2 separate regions of the Gossypium arboreum genome follow, and region 1 is linked to region 2. The links are chromatin contacts, called in public Hi-C maps. All regions are on one chromosome and are shown on one strand. Each heading gives the region's core, a stretch centred on a gene start, on an enhancer-like site or on the middle of the called end of the contact. The rest is flanking DNA. Distances are from core to core; before and after follow the strand shown. Region 1 holds the start of LOC108486533 (aminomethyltransferase, mitochondrial). Region 2 holds the start of LOC108485996 (probable F-box protein At4g22030).

Region 1 (7,025 bases), core at 3,256-5,755, 170 kb after region 2:
AGGGATTGTGGGTTCTCTAGGTAATTGGAAATTAAACAACATCCATCCTTTTCCTTGTAAAAGGAAAAACCGAAAATGCATCCATGCTCCTTTCATTTATATGGGTTCATGTGTTTACAGGGTTTCCAGTTGGCTCAAGGCCTCTAAGGTTTGTTTGTCATAGCTTCTTTCTCTATTTGTCACTCGGTTTTGTATGTTGAAACAATTTCCATTTTTGTTTATGATAGTTTAAGTTGAAGTTTGCTTCCTCTCCATAGATTTTAAACTGACTGGAAAGAAGTTTCCCTATGAAATATTAGAAGTAAACACACGCATGGATGAAGTAACATAAACCCTGATTATCTCCTACCATATCAAATTTTGTCCTTTTCTTTCAAGTCTTACCATATTTTTCCTCCAAAATTTTCTGTAATTTACAGGGACGTTATTTCATTTGTTCAAAGATATCCTCCAATATTTGTCCACACTAGGTCATTTTCTGCCGATAGTGGTAACGTATTCTCGTAATTCCTTCATGATTTTCTTTTTCTTCTTTTCAAATATCAGTTTATGTTCTGATCTTAAACTCAAATGCCCTTTCTTGGCTATGAAGGTGAACTTGTTGATGCTGTTGTTCCTTTCATGGGGGAATCCATCACTGATGGAACTCTAGCAAGTTTTTTGAAGCGTATGTTGTGCTACTATTGAACTTCCTTTTTCTTCTTTCTTTTTTCTTTTCATCATGACACTACATTTTGTTTCAAAGGATGCAAATTATGCACAAATTGTTTTTTAAATGAAACTTAGGCATCTTGGATGATGCATGTTAAAGCACTAATTCATCTTATATTTTGTGATTTGGGAACAGATCCTGGTGATCGTGTAGAAGTAGATGAGCCAATTGCACAAATAGAAACTGATAAGGTACCTTTTAGCTAGGTGACATTCTTTCTAACCATCTATACCCTTAGTTTTGACGTTACATAGTCTGCAGCCATGAGGTGTGTTGTGGTGGTTGCTTGCCTAATCTCTTAACCATGGTCCAGGGTTCGATCCGTGGTCATGGGAATGAAGCACATTTCATGACCAGCTGTTTGCCTCTTTGGAGAGCACCCATGGTGAGGGGATTAGTCACTGCTGCCGGTGGTGAATACCCTGGTTACGACCCCCCCCCTCCCCCCCAAAACAAAAAAAAGAAGGCATTTCACAGTTTGCATTAACTGCAAACATTATTTTCCTTATCTATTCTGAATAAGTAAGACTTTTACCCCTTATATGATATGAATAGGTGACGATTGATGTGAGTAGTCCTGAAGCTGGTGTAATTGAACAGGTAAATATCAGATAGATCACAAGCTTGTCCATTGTTTTGGAAAACTTAATACTTGGTATGATCTTAAACTAATGGTTCTCTATTTTCAGCTGGTAGCCAAAGTAGGTGACACTGTGGAGCCAGGTACGAAGATAGCTGTCATTTCAAAATCTGGCGGTGTAACTCATGTTGCTCCATCAGAAGACAAGCCTATCAAGGAAGCCTCTGAGCCCTCTCCTGCAAAAGCAAAGAAAGTAGAGACGAAGAAGCCTAAAGCAGAAACTCCACCCAGCAAAGAAAAGCCTACAGCACCTTCTCTGCCTCCTCCCAAACCTTCAGCCAAGGAACCTCAACTTCCTCCTAAAGAGAGGGAGAGACGAGTAAGTATCATAGGGCTTTTTTTCTTTTTTTTTTTCTACATATATACTTCTTTAGATAAGCATAGAATGTTTTCTAACCGTTTCTTTTTGCTGTCTATGGTACATATCATCAAAAGGGAATTTTGTTGTTAATATAACATGTGATTTATGTAATTTCAGGTACCTATGACTAGACTTAGAAAACGTGTTGCAACACGTTTGAAGGACTCTCAAAACACTTTCGCAATGTTGACAACATTCAATGAAGTTGATATGTAACTGCCACCCCTTCTTGTAGTAATGTTGTAGAATGTGAATTGCTGTTCTTCTCTGTTGCAACTTTTTGTTCTTTCAGTTCTTATGATTCACCAAGACATAGAATCTATGCTGTTTGGCTTAGACTAATCTTTTGGTCATGTTTCAAAATGGATACGCATCTCTTATTGTGATATTATACAATCACAAGTTTCTCATGTAATTTTAAGCCGGTAATGACTTAGTTTTGCATATTTTCCCCTCTCCTTTGACATACAATTCCAGGACCAGTTTGATGAAGCTCCGTTCTGACTATAAGGATGCTTTTTTCGAGAAACATGGAGTAAAGTTAGGACTTATGTCGGGATTTGTAAAGGTAACACTCACCAAAACCTAAAGACACATGTGCGTTTGTGTCTGTGTATAAATATACAATCTTCATTTAAAATGTCTTATCTCCTTTCAGGCAGCTGTTAGCGCTCTTCAGAATCAACCAATTGTCAATGCTGTAATTGATGGGGACGACATAATATATAGAGATTACATTGATATCAGTATTGCTGTTGGTACTCCAAAGGTCTGTCAGTTTCTCTCACTCTATGTAAAGTGATTTGGCAATGTAGTTATCAGACGCCATTTATTCCTTCAAAATTCCATCTGAAGATAATATCTAGCTTCTCTGGGGCATCTGAAGCCTTTAAATGTGGTAAAAGAAATACTTGTTTAAGGAATCGATTATTGTGATAGCTGAATTCTATACAAACTAATAAGAACTTTGAGTTTGTAGATTCATGGTTTACTTAGCACTCACCTTAAAGGTCAAACTGGGGCTAGATTGCTTGAGGTTGTAATATATGCATTGGGATCATTCACTTCCATTCTAATTTGATATGCCATTGCTAATTGATGCCATTTTGTGCTTGTGTTTTCAGATAAAAATAGTAGCTAGATTCCAAAGTACACCATTTTCTGTTATTTACGTCTGTATGTACTAATGCAAATGTGATTGGTTGTTTGCTCGCCACTGTTTATCTGAACTTCCCACTTTGCTGAGTGGAGGTATTCTTTAAGATGCTGCATAATTGAGATTTTGTCAATTGTCGTATCATCATTGAGATCTCGATGCTCCTTATAATCTCTAAATTTTGTCATCTCCTTAAATGATAGTTTTTCTTTTGTTTTCCTAGTCTAGCAAATTAAGATATGTTAAGGAATACTCTTATTTCAATTTATCATTGCTTTCCATATTCTCTGCCTGCACGCTGCACCACCTTTTTCATCATAAATGTGCTAAAGTCCTCAACTGTGTTTTGGTTTCCAGTTCTCCATCTATATCTGAAACTGCGTTGCTTTCGCTGACTTTTTTCCAGGGCCTTGTAGTTCCAGTAATCCGAAATGCTGACAGAATGAACTTTGCTGAAATCGAGAAAGGGATAAACATCCTTGCTAAGAAGGCAAATGATGGATCTTTATCAATTGATGAGATGGCTGGGGGCTCATTCACAATATCCAATGGTGGTGTTTATGGAAGCCTCTTAAGTACTCCAATTATTAATCCCCCTCAGGTGAGATGCTTTACAGTCAATTTACTCCTCCCCCCCTCTCCCCCATGTCTCATTCGGATGAACTTGTAATGTATAACAAGTGAAGCTTTGTTTTCTGGGAAATAAGCCGATTATCCATGTTTAATGCATTTTTTACCACACATTCATGGCTTTGCATTCACAAGTAAATATGCTAGATCCGATATCTTTCTTCCATGTTCTCTTTTTACTAACAGTTGTTTGTTCTTTCTAAGTCGGCTATTCTGGGAATGCACTCCATAGTTAGCCGTCCAATGGTTGTCAGTGGAGAAGTTGTTCCAAGGCCAATGATGTACATTGCACTGACGTATGACCATCGACTGATTGATGGAAGGGAAGCAGTATTCTTCTTGCGTCGCATTAAAGATGTTGTGGAGGATCCGCGGAGACTGCTGCTCGATGTATAAGGAAACCATATAAACAACAGTCTATCTATAGCCTGGATATGGCACACATTTTCTTGGGTGTAGAATAAATAGCAACTGAGATTTCCAGGCTCTTATATTTGCATTTTCTTGGTGTGCCATATCATTTTCCTATTGTATCTGTTAAAAGGCCTATGGTGGTCGATCATCTGCTCCAAAATAAAGCATTCCTTCGTTTTTTATTGATATCATTCTAGTTAAATGGAGAAAACAAGCAATGGAGTCATTCAATGACTAATCTTCCAAATAGTTGAAGCTGAACTCTTCTTTATAAAAAGGAACCCATTTTCTTTTGAGAGAAACAAAGTACTTACCAATTTCAATGAAACTGTTAATTAGTAAACTAATCACATGAATTTTTCGATTTAAAGAAATCAGAGCCACCAACCAACCAAGAATAGCTTGGGTTAAAAACCTTTTTTAACAGCTAATAGTTGAGGACGCCAACACAGATCTCACCAACTCCCAATTTCATTCCTTTTTAGTGGTAGATTAGTATCTCCATACTACAGTGATCTCTCAACTGCATGGGTCCCCCCTATCTGAGACACTAATCCAATGTTTTCGTTTCTAAACTCAGTTCAATTACAGACCAGTTACATTAGACCTTGTTGGCACTGTAACAGAGACAGACAATTTTAACCTCGGACAAAATCAGCAACATGCCTTAGATTCCTTGTCATGACAGCCGTTAGATGAAGTTGAGTAAGACATGCAGAGAAAGGAGACAAGGATTTGGGAAGTGGTGAAATAGCTCTAAAGCCCTTTAAGCACCACTCGCTGAAGATTTGGTTTTTATTTTTTGGATTTGGCAGAGAAACCCCCTCCTCCACTCACTCCTGTGCTACCAACCACTTTCCTCATTTTTTTTTTTAAATGCCCAAAATAATATTTTTACATCTAATTTCTTTGGCGCATATATAAAAGGCTATCCTTTTTTACTTTCTTCTTTTGGCCCAGAGTTGGCAGAGGAATGCTCTTTTGTGCTCTCTGAATTGCTCTCTTTTTGAAGACCGCAAACAAGGGTTCTGTGTAAGCCTTTTCACTCTCTTATTCTTTTTCTCTGACTGCATTTGTAGCTTGACGTTGTCTTTGTGATTCTGTGATAAACGGGATTGAGATCTCGATAACGTGATAGCATTGGTTTCTTTTCTTGATTTGCTAAATACCCTTTTCAGTTTTGATCATTTGCATCTCAAAAACTGTGGTATAATGTCGTGGTTTTCATTGTATATTGTCGGATGGTCGGATTATTTGGAGAATGTCTCTATTGGATACTTCAGTGCTGATTTTAGATCGTATTGGGTTATCATCTGTCAACAAATGCCTTTGATGCTTTTCTTGGGAATATGGTGTTGGATTGTAACATTAAGATTGAATGGATTCGTTAGATTATGGCATTATGCGTATGATTTAGAAGCCAATAAATATTTTCAATAAATGGATGTGTTGTTTAACCCCATATAGGTTCACTGCTGTTAAAAATCACTTCTCCCCTTTAAATTTGAATGCTCCTAAAAATCTTTGTAGTGGCAAGTGAATGCTATTCTTAGTAGTACAATATTGTCTTGTTTCTGAGAATTTGCTCTTCATCAGATATTTCAACTTTAGAAGATGAGGGGAAGTCTTTGGCAACTTGGGCAATCAATTACTCGTCGTCTTTCACAGGCTGACAAGAAGGCTGTAGCACGTCGGTACTTTGCTTCAGAGGCAGATCTGAAGAAAACTGTTCTTTTTGATTTCCATGTTGCTCATGGTGGGAAGATGGTCCCATTCGCGGGATGGAGCATGCCCATTCAGTACAAGGACTCAATCATGGACTCAACTGTGAATTGCAGGGAGAATGGTGGACTGTTTGATGTATCCCATATGTGTGGGCTGAGCCTTAAGGGAAAGGACTCTGTTTCATTCCTTGAAAAGCTCGTCATTGCTGATGTAGCTGGCCTTGCCCCCGGAACTGGAACTCTAACTGTTTTTACAAATGAGAAAGGAGGGGCAATCGATGATTCCGTGATTACTAAAGTGAAAGATGATCACATATATCTGGTTGTGAATGCAGGCTGCAGGGATAAGGATCTGGCTCACATTGAAGAGCATATGAAAGCATTCAAGGCCAAAGGTGGTGATGTCTCGTGGCACATCCATGATGAGAGATCTCTTCTAGCTCTCCAGGTTAATCACTACACCCTTTCGATTATTAGGTCTCCGTATTTGATTCTATCAATTTGCCAGTGATTGTTGAGCCAAACATGCATGCTTTTCATACTTTCTTGAGTTGTAGTCCACACAAATGTTCTCCTTTTATTCTTGAATAATTTGGTCAACTAGCACAGATTTGCAGGTTAGTGAAGAAATGACTTTCCTGTAGCATTTGAACAATTTTGAAACATATAATTCTATTACAGGGTCCTCTTGCTGCCCCAGTTCTTCAACATCTGACAAAGGATGATTTGAGTAAGATATATTTTGGGGAATTCCGAATATTGGATATCAACGGTGCAACATGTTTTCTCACTCGGACAGGGTAATCTTCAATTTTGTTTCTTTCATATTCCAAGAGTACTGGCTTGGTTGGCAGGTTGAATGTTATCATATCTTGGGATGCTATGGAGGATAACTGATAAAGTTGTCTCTTATCTATCTATTTTTCAGGTACACCGGTGAGGATGGATTTGAAATCTCAGTTCCTTCAGAAAATGCTCTGGATCTTGCCAAAGCAATCTTGGAGAAATCGGAAGGAAAGGTAAGGTTGACAGGACTTGGAGCTCGAGACAGTCTCCGACTCGAAGCTGGCCTATGTTTATACGGCAATGACATGGAACAACACATTTCACCAGTCGAAGCTGGACTGACATGGGCCATAGGGAAGAGGAGAAGAGCAGAAGGTGGATTCTTAGGAGCTGAGGTAATCCTGAAACAACTGGCAGAGGGTCCGTCGATCAGGAGAGTCGGCTTCACCTCCACCGGCCCACCTCCAAGATCTCACAGTGAGATTCAGGACGAGAAAGGGAACAACATTGGAGAAATCACCAGCGGAGGATTTAGCCCCTGCCTGAAGAAGAACATAGCAATGGGATATGTGAAATCTGGATTACACAAGGCAGGCACCAAA
Region 2 (7,276 bases), core at 1,633-4,132:
ACATATTACATGTGCATAGGATGGGATTATGTGGATGAAGGAGGAGTTCCGTGAAGTAATGGAGGCATATTAAGTCCGCATATATGTTATCAGTGCACTGCACTGGGAGTAATGAGGAGAACAACGATTATATCATATTTATTTTGAATGGCAGTATATCTTCATTACATATAATGGTGGTTTAACCACATCGAGCCCAACTCGCAATGTATGGAGTTTGGCAGATGAGTTCTGGGGAATTTGTGGTGTATAGCGGATGGTTGGGGTAAGAAATCATTATGTATTATGTTTTTTCCATGACACTTTTGAATGGTAATGCTTATGCTATGTTTGTGTTACAATGTTATTAATGATGAATGATATATGAATAATATTATGTTTATGCTAGTTAGCTCACCCCATAGTTTCAACCATCTCAAGTAATGCTTGAGACTAGGATCAAACATGGCATGCGGACATATGATGGACTTTGGACTTTTAAATTATTCTGCTTACGTTTTTCCTAAATTTATTTGGTTTTTGGATTTATAAATTTTTCTTTTTATAAACTTAACTTTCTAAATTATTCCCATGTGAGTTTTCCCACTTCTCATAGCCATAAGTGGTACTCACCCGTGAATAAGTTAGAAAGTTAAGTGAAAAGGGCTATGGACTTAGAATGGAAAATATCAATAACCTTGATGATGATCTTCAACATGAATTTCTATTGTGAATTGTTAAAGAACCATTGACCAGTATGTTGAGTTCCATAATTCGATAATCAAATTTGAATTAGTTGAAAAATGGCATAATATAATGGAAATGAATCTTGAATAGTTCTTGATAAGAGACTCAACATTTATTTTAGGATAGGATAAGTTGACTTATCTTTGAGTACTTACTAAGCTTTTTAAAGCTCACGCGTTAATGGTTTAAAACACGTAGGTAAGATACGAGTGAAAAGCATAAGGTCCGAGCTTGGGAGCTTCATGTCACAACTCACTTGAGGTTGTAACATATTTATATTAGTGTTATTGTATAAGGATTTTGCATGTACATAAGGACCTAATTTGATTGTGGTATTTGTAAATTTTGATTTGAAAATTTAAGTTGTTTTAATGTAATTATCCAAGTTTTATTCCATTATTTGACTTGGATATTTATGCTTCGAATTATGAGTTCAAATGTGTTTTAAATTAGATTTTTATGTTTTGGAACATATGAAAATGATATGGACATGTTTAGGCATGATTTTAAGTGTTTTTGGACTGATTCTCAATTTCAGGGGCCTAGGGTCCGGTACCTTTGCCAAGGGTATCGCACCCTGACTTGGCAGAATGCCAAAATCTACAGTACAGGGACCTAGGTACTGATACCTAGACCCTAGATACTGACACATAGGCCCTTGGGCAAGGGTCCTGCATTGTTTTGGTCGTTTTAAGTCCTCTGTAGCTTACACGTGTGTTTTGGTCGTTTTAAGTCCTCTGTGGCTTACACGTGACCTCGGGTACCTCCAATCACATGAAAAAATAGTAATAAAAAAAAATTATGATTTTATTTAAAATTTTTAAAATTTTAAATTATGATAAAATTAGTACTTTCTTCAATCCAAACGACTTCATTTTAACCCAAAAAACATCGGGCATTTATTTTATGTTACATGTCAAACCTCTAAGAAGTATTTCAAAATGATTTTTAAAAGGATTCGAACTTCCTAAATGTTGAGATTTGTTTTTGAAGAATTTTTATTAAAACCTTAAATGATGTTTTATTAAAATAATAATTATTATATACTAGCTAAGAAAATATTTCGATAGCATCTTTTGAAAAATAAAAATACTTCAAAAAAGAAAAAATCCCTTTAGTAAAACCCAAATATTCAAAAACTCGACTCTACTTGATTTAGTTATGTAAAGTTCATATGCAAGAGAGAGCAGATTACGTCAGTTAGTTTGAGGTCAGTCTCAAAGAATGTTAACGGTAATACAAATAGACTGCCTATGAGAAAGCTTATTGAGACCTTACTTACTATTGAACCAATAGAATCAAACTCGCCTACACGCTACGCAAAAGTCGCCATGGACTTGGTTTTATCACTTCCATTGCTAATACCCCAAAGAGGAAACAATCCTGATCAACTTGAAGATTATGGAAGCCAATAGGGTAAGCCAACGGCAAAGGACCTTGGGATCATTGATCAATAGATAGTATAGATTTGGATATTTATATCCACTGTTTTTTTGCAAGTTTTAATATAGTGGGTTTACAGAATGAGGGTAGTATAAATTATCCAAATTTACTTTACAGTATGATGACTTTGAAATCAAATCATAGAAATAAAAATCAAATTCATACATTAACTTTGGGTTCAATTAATATTCAATTAGTAATGTCATAAATGAACTTTGATTTTGTGCGATTTTATACATGATATTTTGATTTGATTTAATTTTCACAAATGACTAACAACATTATCTAATTAGCATAATTTTACGTTGATATATTACATGCACAAACAATATTAATATAATATGCAAATAAATGTGGGGTATTTATTTCTTTAAATGTATATAATTGAATCAAAATCAAAATTTTATGTATACATATAAATCACAATTCAAATTTCATGTATACAATTACAAAAATTAAAATTCATATATCAAATTATACATTGACCCAAAATTGATACTCATTCCAAAATATATATTATTCATACTTAATTCAAATTCATTGTTGTAAATTTCCAAAATAATATTCAACTTACTAGATTGGGATGTTTAACATATACCATATGTGATAGATAATTTAATTAATACATATTTGTGTTGTAATACTTGAATTTAATACTAATGATAAATAGATTCTAATTTTGAATTATATTTCTAGATATTATAATATTAGGGATGAAAGAGTATATTTATGGATTTATATTCAAACTTTGCTGTAGCACTAGATCACTTACAGTCATTGGCTCCTCGGTTGCTATAAATGAGGCTCTAGAGTTTCCCCTTGGCTTTCTCTACAAGAAAACCTTGCTTGTTTCCCATCTCAAAGAAGAACAACCCTGTCACATGGCTTCTTCTCCATCAGTTCCAAAAGTATCGACCCAAAATTTGAATGAGGAATATAATACTGGGAATGGGTTTATCAACACAATCCCGAATGAAAAATGCGCCGTCACTAAGACACCATTGGTTCAAGAAACCTCATCTGTTTCAATGGCTACCATGCAACTTTATGCTGTCTTAGAAACTGTTGCCGATAGAGTGGAGATGCACAAGAATATCGGCAATCAACGAGAAAACTGGAACACCCTTCTTCTTAACTCCACTAACATGATGATTCTTACTGGTGCAACTATGGCTGGTGTTACAGCAACTAGCCATGGTGTTTCTGTTTTGGGCTTGAAGTTGGGTTCCATTCTCTTATTCTCAGCAGCCACTGCAACGTTGGTGATTATGAACAAGATCCAACCTTCACAGCTTGTGGAAGAGCAACGTAAGGCAACGAAATTGTTTAAGCAGCTTGGGAGCCAAGTACAAACCCTAATCACTGTTGGTTCCCCAAGCAAAGAAGATGTGAAAGATGTTATGGGAAAAATCTTGGTCATTGATAAAGCTTACCCTCTTGCCCTGCTAGGTGGTGTAATGCTTGAAAAATTCCCGGAAAGTTTAGAGCATGCTGTTTGGTGGCCTAGAAACGAGTCTCAGAAAGATAATATCAATAGAAAGGTGGAGATGGGCAATGGGTGGACTAAGGAGCTCGAAATGGAAATGAGGGAAATCGTTGAGGTGATTAAGAGAAAAGACAGTGAAGATTATGAGAGATTAGGCAACAAAGCATTGAAGATAAACAAAGTTTTAGCTACATCAGGGACATTACTAACTGGAATTGCAGCTTTGGCATCTACTTTCATGGGGTCTTCCAATATCGGACCTTGGGCAGCAATAGTGGCAACCATTACAGGAGCTTTAGCTTCAGCTGTTAACACTTTCGAGCATGGCGGCCAAGTTGGTATGGTGTTTGAGATGTATAGGAACAACGCCGGCTTCTTTAAATATATGCAGGAATCGATTGAATCGACTTTGGATGAAAGTGATGTGAAGAAAAGAGAACAGGGAGCGTTGTTTGAAATGAAGGTAGCATTGCAATTAGGCAGAAGCTTATCACAGTTGAGAAATTTAGCCAAAAAATCCAGTTATTCTCGTATAGAAGGAATCCCCATTGATGAATTTGCAAGCAAGTTGTTTTAATGTTGCACTAGATTCATGATCATAACAAGAACTATTAATTGCATGGCACTGTATTCACACCTGATGGATCCCAATACTCTGTTTCCATAATAAATTAGAATAAAAATACTTTTAAGTTTTGTTACTATATAAATTTTTACACCTACCACCCGAAATACAATGTTTCGGTTTATACAAAATAAATATTTCTTTTTAATATTTTATTATACCTTATACAACATTTATTAACTCCTAACATTATTTTTAAAGTCTAAAATACCAAAATATTATTTTATCTTCAATATATGGCTTTAGTAATTACTAATATTTGCAAAGCCTAGCAAGGCCCTAGAGGGTTTCTCCTTCATAGGAGCGCTCCTTCCAATATAAGAAAGTTAATGATTGTTCTATTCTGTTTAGTTACGAAGTTAAATAAATGAATATAAATAAAATTTTGAGGCTTTATTAAATGAATTAAACATAAATAAAGTTTATTCAATTTATTTATGTTCATGAATAAACTAGTTTATGCTCATTTAAAATTCGTTTAATAAATTATTTAAAGTTCATTTATTGTTTCATTAGTATATATTAATAAAATTATTATAGTTTTTATTTTTTATTTATAATATTTATATTTGATTATTGTATATCTAAAAGTAATATGTGAATGTGTTTATTGTTTGTTTATTTGTTTATTATTCATGAACATTGTTCGTGAACATGTTCAATTATATGTTCATGTTGAACATGTTTGAGAACATGTTCGTTTAATGTTCACGAACATGTTCGTTTAAACGAACAAATAGGAACACGCATAATTTTAAATAAACAAAAAAGAGCAAAAATTTTGAAATTCTTAAGGAACATGAAACGAACACAAACAAACTTAAAATAAACAAACAAACATAAACAAAGGTCCATTCATTCAAGCTTGGTTCATTTCCAACCCTAATTCTACTGAATCTAGGAAACCTCTATGGTTTCCTCTATCAACTCAATCAAAGGAAACTGTAATAGCCCATTTTTCAGTAATGTCAAAAACGTTGGTTTCAGAACTACATTTTCGATGTTCGAGTCCTTAAATATTAATATTTAATATTTATGAGGTTGGTATAAAGGTTACTTAAAGTTTGGTCCCTTAACTTTGTCACATTGAAAGATAATTATGGTACAATGACTAAATTGTAAAAATTATAAAAATTTATCGCTATGAATTTTTAAATAGCCGAAGGACCAATTGAGTAATTGGGCCATTAGTATATGACAATCGGTGGTGGATGTGAATTGTAATCCACCAACTTTGCTTAAGTTGAAATAATTACAATTAATTAAATTAATGTAGATTAATTAAATATTAAGCTTAAGTATAAAAATAAAACAAAATATTTTTCCAATTCATCTTCTCCACCCGTAGGAAAAGAAGAAAGAATAGGGTTTGAGCTTTCAAACTTTCAACCTTAATTAGGTATGATCAATTTAGTCATTTTTTTTTTGTAATTATTATATTTTTGAAGTTGTGGGAACTTGATTTAGCTAGCCCATGTAGCAATTTACAAAATTTTTAAGGTTTCTAAAAGCTTCCATTGATGATTGTTAAAGCATTTGATGTTAAATTGATAGATTTTAAGCTTAGATGTGAAAATGATTAGATTGTAAAATTGATTTGCTAATTTTTCAATATAGGGACTAAAGTGTATAGATTTCAAAATTAGTGTAAAATTTCTATAATTTTAGATGATATAGGCTCCTAAAAGAATGTTATTAAGATCGATTTTGAAATAGAAGCTCAAATTTAAAAGTTATGGCAAATTCAGTTTTAGGGACTAAATTGAATAAAATGTAAAACTTTAGGGGCATTCAAAAAATGAAATTGAACTTATTTATGGATATAATAGGATGATATAAGATGTTTGGAATTGATAAATTGAAATGAATTATTGTATAGATCGATAATTGTACCAAAACAAGGATAATCGGGGAAAAGACAAAATTGATGATTAGTTTTTAGAGAATTGTTCGTTTGTTGTTTTTCCATGTAAGTTCATATAGAACTTACTATGTTGTTTTATGTTATGTTTGAATTGTGCTATTTTGCCTATAATTTCTTATTATGAATTTAGTGACTTTTGGCATCAAATGGACTAATTTGCAAGGTGTGAAATATATGACAAGTATGAATAAGTACAAGGTACGTAAATGAAATGAAATTCTTATGTGAATGGTATAACATGTATATGATGTTACAGGGATTGAAATGATATGCATATAGTAATATATGATGTCAATGTGAACTTAGTAAAGGATTAAGATACGTATGGCATGGTATTAGGGTCAAATATGAAAACGATTTGGGATTTACATGGTTATTTGAGATCCAAAATTTGTTTCAGATTCTCAATTCATAAATGTTCGTTTATGTGAGAAAATTCCTATGTAACACCCCAAACCAGGCCCGGACATTATGGCCAAATCTGACGTGTTACATTGAAGTGTTTTAGCGAAAACTGTGTTTTTATTGAAAACCCTTCTTAAACAAAAGAAACCTTAATAAACACACCTTTCAGTTGCGAAAGCCTTGTTTTAAGCATTTGATTTAAGAAAACTTATCACTTAGAAAGTAAGTTACAAAAACGTAGAAAACATACTATAATTTAGGAAACCCATGTTCAACTTCTCGTAATTACAATGGAAATAATAATACTTCAAGTAATAATAGCATAATGAAAACCTTATTACAATCTGGTCTGAAACATACTTAATAAAATAAAACTTATAAGCTTTAAAAAAAAGTCCAAGTTTGTCTTGCTAGCTGGCCACCTAGAGTCCCTCCAAACATTGAACCGTCTACTAAGCATCACCTGAAAATAAAATAAAAGAGGGGGTGTGTTTTCGCAAACTCAGTGTGTACAACCCTCGACGGAAAACAAGCATTCAAAAAAAAAATCATACATCAAACATGCAATGCAATCCCATTCAAATTATCCATCCGCTACACACCAGCTCCGTCCCCCATCACACCATGTGGGGATATAAATATCGACCCACCCAGCCCACACACCAAT

Evidence for each region. A called contact is a pair of places that touch in the nucleus more often than the background predicts.
Region 1: a contact with region 2 is called in a Hi-C map of leaf, with 4 times the contacts expected there. The contact joins the promoter of LOC108486533 here to the promoter of LOC108485996 in region 2. A contact is called at or near these places in 2 of 5 Hi-C or Micro-C datasets (both in leaf).

The regions. Positions count from the first base shown.
Region 1 is chr6:13,163,737-13,170,761 of ASM2569848v2, forward strand. It overlaps LOC108486533 (aminomethyltransferase, mitochondrial), which reads left to right and starts at 4,506. Exons shown (of 4, transcript XM_017790636.2): 1 at 4,506-4,945; 2 at 5,510-6,085; 3 at 6,319-6,437; 4 at 6,566-7,025. The coding sequence starts at 5,528. It overlaps LOC108484046 (dihydrolipoyllysine-residue succinyltransferase component of 2-oxoglutarate dehydrogenase complex 2, mitochondrial-like), which reads left to right. Exons shown (of 15, transcript XM_017787663.2): 4 at 1-20; 5 at 121-148; 6 at 420-490; 7 at 593-667; 8 at 848-903; 9 at 1,268-1,312; 10 at 1,402-1,671; 11 at 1,831-1,925; 12 at 2,191-2,281; 13 at 2,372-2,482; 14 at 3,276-3,470; 15 at 3,704-4,099. The coding sequence ends at 3,895.
Region 2 is chr6:12,993,337-13,000,612 of ASM2569848v2, forward strand. It overlaps LOC108485996 (probable F-box protein At4g22030), which reads left to right and starts at 2,883. Exons shown (of 1, transcript XM_017789827.2): 1 at 2,883-4,275. The coding sequence starts at 2,883. The coding sequence ends at 4,232. LOC108486711 (a long non-coding RNA gene) reads left to right here. Exons shown (of 3, transcript XR_001871523.2): 2 at 20-265; 3 at 925-1,151.